Regions from separate parts of the Mus musculus genome. Here regions 2 and 3 are each linked to region 1. A link is a contact called in public HiChIP or PLAC-seq and promoter capture Hi-C data. All regions are on one chromosome and are shown on one strand. Each heading gives the region's core, a stretch centred on a gene start, on an enhancer-like site or on the middle of the called end of the contact. The rest is flanking DNA. Distances are from core to core; before and after follow the strand shown. Region 1 holds the start of Rps6ka1 (ribosomal protein S6 kinase polypeptide 1). Region 2 holds the start of Ahdc1 (AT hook, DNA binding motif, containing 1). Region 3 holds the start of Stmn1 (stathmin 1).

Region 1 (2,738 bases), core at 131-2,630:
GTTGGTTACCTAATCCAGCCGCGCCCACCCTCCAATAGCCAGTGTAGCCCATCCCTTTAAAGGGGCAGCATGCCCTGAGTGCCTGGAGACTTGGGGATCTCACTGTGGATCCTCTCTCTGCCCGTGGTCCTGAGAGACAGGGCTCACAGTGACTGACCTGAGGTACCAAGCATAGGTAAAGGGGTTCAAGCCAGGAGAAAAAGCATCTAGGTTCTGGGATCAAGTGAGGTCTCCTGTACCCCAGCCTCCTGTACCCCAAAACAGCTCCAGTGAAGGAAGGCAGAGTTTCACCTGCCTCCTTCGCAGCAGGAGAGCAGGGAAAGTTTTAAAGTTGCTGGTTCAAAACTTGACCTTGATCCCAGGGTGACAGGACAGCACAGAAGTGGCCTCCTGCATGCTCAGGGTTGGACCACAAAGCCCTCAAAAAAGACAGGAGTTGCTTCTGGGAAAGGCTAGGTGGCAGAAGCCATACTGCCCAAGGGCTCAGCCTTTTTCTACAGGAAAGGAAGGAGGGAGAGAGGAAGACGGAGGCAGAGTCTCTTCTACAGAGACAGTCTTCACAAGATCTAAGGACTTTCCCCACTCTTCAGCATAATCTGAAGTAGGAAGACCCGGTGTCATTAGCTTTAGGGCAAAGGAAAGCAGGCTCCAACTCCAGAGGTGGTATCGTCCCACGTTCCATAACTGCCTGGGATTCAGCAGGGCTACCTTCCTAAGGTCAGAAGTGGAGGAACGAAGAGAGGTCTTGGGGAGAGGTTAAGGTGAGAAACCGGATTCCCATGATCCTTGTCTCTAGTAGAAGCCTAGACATCTGACCCAAGCCTTTCTCCCTTCTGCACTGATTGGGGCAACTCCCACAGCTACTAAAAGATGATAAGCGGGATGGGTCCTAGGTGTCAGATCTCAACACACCGTGGAGATTCCTCTCCTGGCTACTGCAGGGAGGTACTGAGAGCCCAGCAGAACCATCCCCTACACACGCACACCCGGAGCACAAGGGGGTGGAGCCGGACAGTGAGCTAGAGACCGGAGGGCACTCACGTCCCCGCGGGGCTGCAGAGACGCCGCGGGCCGCCCCCGCCCCGCCCCGGTGCGGATCCGGGCTGGCCGGCCGCCGCCGCCTGTCCCCCCAACCCCCGCCCCTCTCACTCACCTCCGGGTCCAGCGGCACCAGCTCCATGAGCGGCCAGGGCTCCTTGAGCTGGGCGAGCGGCATCGCGCCGCTGCCGGACCGCCCGCGCTCCTCCCGGCGGCCCCGGGCAGCGCTGCCTCTGGGCCACGGGGTCCCTGCTGCTACACCGAGACCCCCGCACGCCCCTGAGCCCCTCGCGCTCTGGATGGGCCGTCCGCCGCCGCCGCGGCACTCGCACTTCGGCTCGCTCCGTCACCCGGCGCCGCCGCGCCCATTGGCTACCTGCGCGGGGGCGGGGCCTGAGTAGCCCCGCCCAGTCCCCCCACGGCGCGGCATTCCCGGCGCGGACCCCCGCCCCCAACGCGCCGGGAGTCAGCCTTGCCTTCACGAGAGACCCCAGCCCACTGTCGGCCCTGCCCACCGGAGGCTCCGCGGGTTCCGTTTTCCCGGGCTTTGTGCCGCTTTGCAGACCTCGCTGGGGCCTCCGTTGTCCTGTCCTAGCAGCCTTTGGGATGTTAACCCAGATGTGCCTTCTCCCTCCAGGGGGAGGGGCTGCCACCCCACATTTACATGGGACGTCCTGGGCCTGATCCCGACTGAGGCGTGGAAGGAGCCTGGGCCTTGTGCCCTCTGGCTCTCAGCTCTCCAAGCCCTTAGGATCGCCCCCTTCCGAAAGCTTGTGCACATCACGGGAGCCCACACTTTGGGGTCTCCATGTGATCCCCGGGTCCCAAGCCAGCCAGCGCCAGGACCCACAGCGCCCCCAGGGTGATTTCCTAATACGCATTTTTTTTTCTCCTTCCTAGTCTGTTGTGCCCTATCACTTGAGGGCGCTGGTTTCAGGCCAGGTCCGCGCCTCTTCCGTGGCAGACCAGATTGTGGTCTGACTTGAGCAGGAGTCCCTGGAAAGAAGGCAAAATCCAGTTCTGGTGGGATCAGGATTCTCTCCAGTAAGATTTGGCCTGCTCTTAAGGAGATTTTAGGCCCCAGGTGTCGTGAGACTTACTCTCAGGTGAAAGACAAGCTGGCTCGTTTATTAAAAGCCTCCAGCGAAGACAGGCGTCATTGATAGGGAATTTATTTTTTGTTACGTTTCCTTGCTTGGTTATGGCCATGGAACCCAGGCTTTGCCGGCCAGGTCGTGTTGAGTATCTCCGACCTCCACCTTCAGGCAGCTTGTGATTTTTTTTTTGAGACTCCACCCCATCCTAGTAGACACCCTAAGCTATTTATCCGAAGTCACACAGCAGGTCAGGAGCACACTGGTGTTTAAAAGAGTGTGGGGTGGGTCCGTGGATGGACTCAATGGGTAAAAGAGCTTGCCTTCCCTGAGTCTGATCCCCAGGCCCCATGTGGTGGAAGAGAACCAACTCATAAGCAGTCCTTTGACCTCCACAAATGTGCACAGGGACAACCTTCCCCGATAAAGACATTTTAATGCAGTACATTTTTAAGTGGAGAGAAGTCACTCACGCCTCTAATCCTAGCAGTAGGGAGGCAGAGGCAGGAGGATCTCTGTTCAGGGCTAGCTTGGGCTACTTAGCCAATTCTAGGCCAGCCAGGGCTACACAGTAAGAACCTGTATCAAAACAAAACAAACAAACCC
Region 2 (2,738 bases), core at 172-2,671, 880 kb before region 1:
GGGAGAGATGGAGGGATGGTGAAGGTGGTGTGGATGTGTTGTTAGCATAATGTCACCATCTAAACATGTGTTGACTAGCAATTACCCTGCAAGAGCAAAGAAGGCATCAGAAGCAGGTGGATCAGGGAGTAAAGGCATTGCTAGAGAAGCTTAGGACATGGGGCAAGATGGACTAAGTTGGCAGACATTGGCCAAAGGAATGTCAGACACAGTCATGAGTTGGGATCAGCTCAGAAGCAGTCAATAGACAAGTAGCAGGGCAGTGATCACTGCATCACTCATCTGTTTCTTCTGCAAACCTTATCTACCTTAGTGCCAAGGGAGGACACATAGACACAGGGAAGAAAGATCAACAGTAAAGGATGGCGGGGACGCGGGGGGGGGGGGGTGGAGTAGAGGGAATCACCACTCTGTTACCGCCCAAGGGTTAAGGAAGGAAGGAAGCTTTGAAATTATCCAGATGCTGAATCTACCACTTTCTAATCGGGACACCTGGGCTCCGGAACTCTTATATCTAAAATAGAAATAAGGTCTCGTAGGGTTTTTTCTGCAAGGCTCCAAGGACCCCGTGCTGCCCGGGTGCTCAGTAAATGGCAGCCGCGGCAATTCTCCTTTCAGAGCTGTCCAGCCACCTCCCTGGGGGTAACAAAGCCTTCCTCAGAGGCGCACATTCCCATCTGTGGGATAGGCAAGGCAGGGGGCCCAGAGCCAGGGGCTGGAGAACAGATGTGACCTGAAGAGGAGGTAGGTGAAAGTGCTGCGCCCAACCCCCACGCCGCAGCAGGCGCTGGAGAACTGTTGAATTCCGCTCACAAACAATTGTTCAAATTCAGAAGGCATGGTATCTACACTTTGTCCAGAATTTTTTGCGCCCTCGCCGCCCGTGGACGACAATAAAAAGTAGGCGCTGGAAGAACTAAATCCAGGGCTGAGTTTGAGGCGAAGGGCCACGAAATGCGGAGGAGACTGTAGCGTTTCCAGAGCGGCTTTCTTGCCAAACGCCTCTTCTGATAGGAAAAACGTCCCCAAATTGAAAGTGTAGGTCCTCTCGTCTCTCCATGGGCCCTCTCAACGTGTTTGGGACACCCCAGAAAGTCGCAGCCCTTTTGGCTCATCCTCTGATGCCCGATTCCACTCATTTTATTCTCAGACCCCGCCCCTGCGCTACCACCCGCAACCTTGGCGCAGCCAGAGCCCCGAGTAGGGGCCTCGGAACGCCCGGAATGTTCCTAACCCTTGAGGAGGATCAGCAGTCCTAGATAAAACGGGATTCATCCGGGCCAGGGATACTCCGGCATAGGGTCCGCTCCGGGCCGCGCCGTCGGAGCAGCCGGAGTGGCCCCGCCCGCACAGCGCGCGGAGCGGCCGAACAGGGACTACAAGTCCCGGCGTGCTCTGCGCGCGCTCCCCCCTGGGGTTCCGGATGGTGAGCAGCGAAGGTAAGGCGAGCTCGCAGAGGCAACGGCGGCGGCGGCGGAGACGGAGAGAGGCAGGCAGGCAGGCAGGGCGAGGGCGAGAGACGGAGGGAGGGAGCGAGCGAGGCAGACCAGACAGACAGACAGGCGGGCGGGCGGGCCGAGCGAGCCACCCGCCAGGCTGCGCTCAGCCCCGCTCGCAGCGGAGAGAGCAGAAGGCAGGAGGAGGGAGGGGAGGAGGGAGGAGGGAGGGAGAGAGGGAATCCAGCTACCACCACCCAAAGCCAGCGTCTGCTTTCTGTCCTCATTTCCTTTTCCCACCCAGCTCGGAGAGCAGAGAAAGGCAGAGAGAGAGAGAGAAATAGAGACAGGCAGACAAACAGACAGACAGACAGAGCGGGAGGGAGGAGGGCGGCGGAGGAGGAGCAGGAGGACTACGCGGGGCGTCTTCCCTCCCAGGTTTGCAATTGGGGGGTTGGGGCGGGGGTGTCCAGGGCTGTGAGAGTGTGTGAGCGGCTGGGGAAGCGAGTGGGGCGCAGATAGCGAAGGAGTAATCGTGGTGGGGGGGACGCCGCGGGAGCGGGGGGCCGTGTCCAGCGGAGTTAGCGGCGGAGAATGTGAGCCGAGGCGCGAGCCATGCTGTCAGCGACGGCAGGCGGCTCAGGGCTCCTCTACGACTCCTCTTCCCAGCAGCCGGGCGCCCGTGTCGCTGCCGCCGGCGGAAGATAGACGCCCCCCGAAACCCCTCGCCTGGCTCGGACCCACGGAGCCGGCAGCCCAGCACTCCGGTAAGTAGCGCCTCCTGCCCAGCAATAGACGCGGTTGGGGACCGGCCGGCCAGGCTCTTTTGTGCAGCGCACTGTGGGGGGGCCCAGCGCCCCCAGTCCGGTCCGCCGGACCCCGTGGCTGCGGTGCCCGCGGTGCGATCGGTCTTTGTTTCCACCGGGGCCCGCGGCTCGGCTGGGCTCGGCTCGAAGCCTGGCAGGCAGCGCCGGGAAGGGGGAGGGGGAGGTGGACGGGGAGGGGGGGCGGGGAGGGGGGGTTCTCGGGTTTCCTGGCCGCCCCGCGGCTCCCCCGGCTCGGGGGCGAGGTGCGCGCCCAGAGCTGCCGCGCACCCCCTCCTCCTCCCCCTCCCTCCGCCTTTGGATTTAAAACTGCAATTTGCTCTCCAGCTTGCTGAGAATGTGGGGGGGGGGATGTAGGGGGACCGTGGGAGCGGAGAACAAGGCTGGATTTTAGGATAGGCGCTGGGAAAAGGGGAGACTGCGGAGGGAGGAGCCCCTCCCCTCCAGCCCCCAAATCCCAAGGTTCCGTTGGCGCTCT
Region 3 (2,738 bases), core at 97-2,596, 580 kb after region 1:
TCCACTGCGCAGAACTGGCTCCTGTTGTTCACATGCTAAGCAAGAACCACTTAGACTGGCTGGGGCGGGGGCAGAGGGAGACTGACCCCACGCAAGGGCAATTGCTGGAAAATATGCCTCTATAAGCATATTCCAGACAACTGTACTTTGCCAATTGCTTGCTTTGTACGTTGTCTGCACAATACAGTTTTCACTGTCCTGTATGCCTATTGTATTTTATCTCGGGTGCTTCCCTCTTGGTTAAGCAGATGTAGGATTGTTTTAAAATTAGGATTGTTTCCACAGAAGCTGTTGTATGTATGGGTTGGCTTTTGAGAGACCAAATCCATTAATAAAATGGTAAACCCAATGAAGAGTTTCTGAGCAGGTGCTTTGGGGAAATGACCACCTCGTGGGGACACAGCTTTGGTCAGCAGAGAGAAGAGGTTCTTAGACAGACAGGGTCACGCTAATTTCCTTTGTGTCTCTGCTATAGTTTTGCTTTATCCCGGCCAGAGGGAACCGTGACCTTGTGGCTCCTTTTGTTTACATTCTCAAAGTGAGCCCAGCCCCGCTCTAGGGAGCACGTGCTTTCAGAACAAAAGGAGCAAAGTGTATCTAGAACTGCCATCGCTCTTCCCTTCCCTTTCCTGTCACCGCAAGGCTTTAGCAGTCCAGATGGAGTCTGCCTTTAAGCTTAGTGGCTTTGTTAAACCCAAGATCAGATTCCAGAGCCTCCCGCTGTCCTGCCTAGATCCCAGTGTTTCCAGCTCGGGAGGCTGAAGGGTAGAATGCAAGTGGCCAAGGGAAGAACCACGCCCGTAATCTGCCAGTAGGAAATGGGTTAGGGACTGCGTTGTTGCGCTACAGGTGACAAGCTGCCGTGTGTCCGTGATAGGACACCGAGGGTAGAGGATCGTGCAGGGGCGTGGAGTGGCACTATCTTGTCACAGGGTTTCGGGCGTTTTAGGCGACCGGGAGGGGTATGGCATCAAAAGGGATATTGCTTAGGGAGCCAAATAAACTCCTATGGCTGGGTAGAGGTAGAGTCCAGTCGGTCGAGGTCTAAAAGAAGTAGGTTAGGACCGACCCCTCCCCTGCTCCTCACCTCGCCCTGCAGTTTTCCTAAAGAGAGTCCCATAACCGATTCAGTCCTGCGGCCGCAGCCAAATGCTCTTCCGATCAGAGACACCCCACCCACCCACGCTAGTCCCGGCTAACACCTAGAGAGACCCCCCACCAGGAGTGCCCCACCCCTAGCATTGTCCTCCTGCCCCCCTGGCCCGGACTACAATTCCCGAAATGCTTCTCTCCAGAGAGGCGGTGCTCTCCAGGCTTCGGGGCGGGACTGGCACGTGCCGTCACCCGCAGCCAATGCGGAGCGCCTGGTCTGGGTCACGTGCCGCTGTTTGGCGCTTTTGTGCGCGCCCAGGTCTGTTGGTGCTCAGAGTGTGGCCAGGCGGCTCGGACCGAGCAGGTGGGTGCAGGCTTGGCTTAGGCGGAGGCTACGGCGGGCTGGGGAGCAGCCGGGAACGCGGCGGGTCCCCCAGCCGGGCACAGGAGATGGGCGGAGACCCCGAGCCCCAGCGGGTGGGGGGCGTTGGTCTTTTGTGTGGAGCTCGGGCGGAGCCTTGGCTTTTGTCCCTATTCCCTGGAGATGCGGGCTGGAGGGGAGGGGGCGCGGCCAGCGCTGGGCTTTAGCCCGGGTGCGAGCGTGGAGACAATAGGAGGCGTGAGCCGTCCTCTGCATCTACCGCCCGGCGGGCGCGGCTGTTCGGGGGGTCCCCATTGTCTGAAGGAGAGCGAGGCTGGGGGCGCTCGTGCTGCTGAGGGGCGGCGCCCGCCCGGTCTCCCGGGGCTTCGGGGCGGTGGTCCCGGACAGCTCTGGGCACTCCGTCAGTGGGTGAAGGCCGTGCGACCGAGCCCTCTACAGCCACCCCAGGGCTGCGTGTCCGCGAGGTGTTTTTGGCGGGAGTTGGGGGGCAGACGGCCGCGCGCTGCCAGCCCGAGAGGGGCGGGGCCACCCCGGAGGACCGTTGGCCCCGCCCATTCTGTCGCTGCCCACGCGCGCGGGCTCCCGAGCGTGGAGAGGTTCGCGGAGATTCGAAAAGGCGCGGGGAGCCGAGGGGCGGGGCCAGGGGCCGGAGCGTAGGGCGTGTTCTGATTGGCCCGGGCCGCCAGCCTGCCCGCCTGGGCCAGGACCACGCCCATGCTGTGTAGTCTGCTGCGTTGGGTGCTCTGCTACAGATAAATGCATTTTTTTTCGTTGCTTCGTTTTTGCAGTGTCTAGTGTTTGGAACCTTTAGTCATACGCTTCGGGGCTAAAAGAATGGTGATCTTTTTAAAAAAAATACTCGAGAACTGTTGAAAAAAATGTTTGCGACATAAGGCATCAAATGTGACAAACCTCAGGCGGGTGTGGTGGCGCTTGTCTGTAATCTCAACACTCAGAAGCTGCCCCCCCCCCCCGCCCATGTATGCATCGAACATGGAACCCAGGGCTTTGCAAATGTTAAGTGTTAACCCAGTGGGCTAAACCCCACCCCTCTACCCTGAGGAGGCTGAGGCAAGAGGATTGTAATTTTACAGCCAGCCTGGATTAAGTAGACCCTGCCCTCAAAAGAAACCTAGAGGTTCATACAACTTCATTTTCTCACTGTGAGGCTAGTAGCTTAAACCCTAGGAACAATAGGACTTGAATATCATTGGCTGCCAGCTTGGGTGTTATTCACCGTGGCAGACACAGACAAAGCAGGGGT

The links. Promoter capture Hi-C pulls out the DNA fragments that hold promoters and counts their contacts. HiChIP or PLAC-seq counts read pairs in DNA pulled down with a chosen protein or histone mark.
Region 2: a promoter capture Hi-C map of pre-B cells shows a contact between it and region 1, with 2.2 times the contacts expected there. The contact joins the promoter of Ahdc1 here to the promoter of Rps6ka1 in region 1. A contact is called at or near these places in 2 of 39 promoter capture datasets (cranial neural crest and pre-B cells) and 1 of 115 datasets of contacts at active chromatin or transcription factors (embryonic stem cells).
Region 3: a contact with region 1 is called in an H3K4me3 HiChIP or PLAC-seq map of forebrain, with 4 times the contacts expected there. The contact joins the promoter of Stmn1 here to the promoter of Rps6ka1 in region 1. A contact is called at or near these places in 1 of 39 promoter capture datasets (pre-B cells) and 3 of 115 datasets of contacts at active chromatin or transcription factors (forebrain, large pre-B cells and pancreatic cancer cells).

The regions. Positions count from the first base shown.
Region 1 is chr4:133,886,417-133,889,154 of GRCm38.p6, forward strand. Rps6ka1 (ribosomal protein S6 kinase polypeptide 1) reads right to left here and starts at 1,381. Exons shown (of 22, transcript NM_009097.5): 1 at 1,154-1,381. The coding sequence starts at 1,216.
Region 2 is chr4:133,010,085-133,012,822 of GRCm38.p6, forward strand. Ahdc1 (AT hook, DNA binding motif, containing 1) reads left to right here and starts at 1,422. Exons shown (of 7, transcript NM_146155.3): 1 at 1,422-1,439; 2 at 2,106-2,203.
Region 3 is chr4:134,466,974-134,469,711 of GRCm38.p6, forward strand. Stmn1 (stathmin 1) reads left to right here and starts at 1,347. Exons shown (of 5, transcript NM_019641.4): 1 at 1,347-1,456.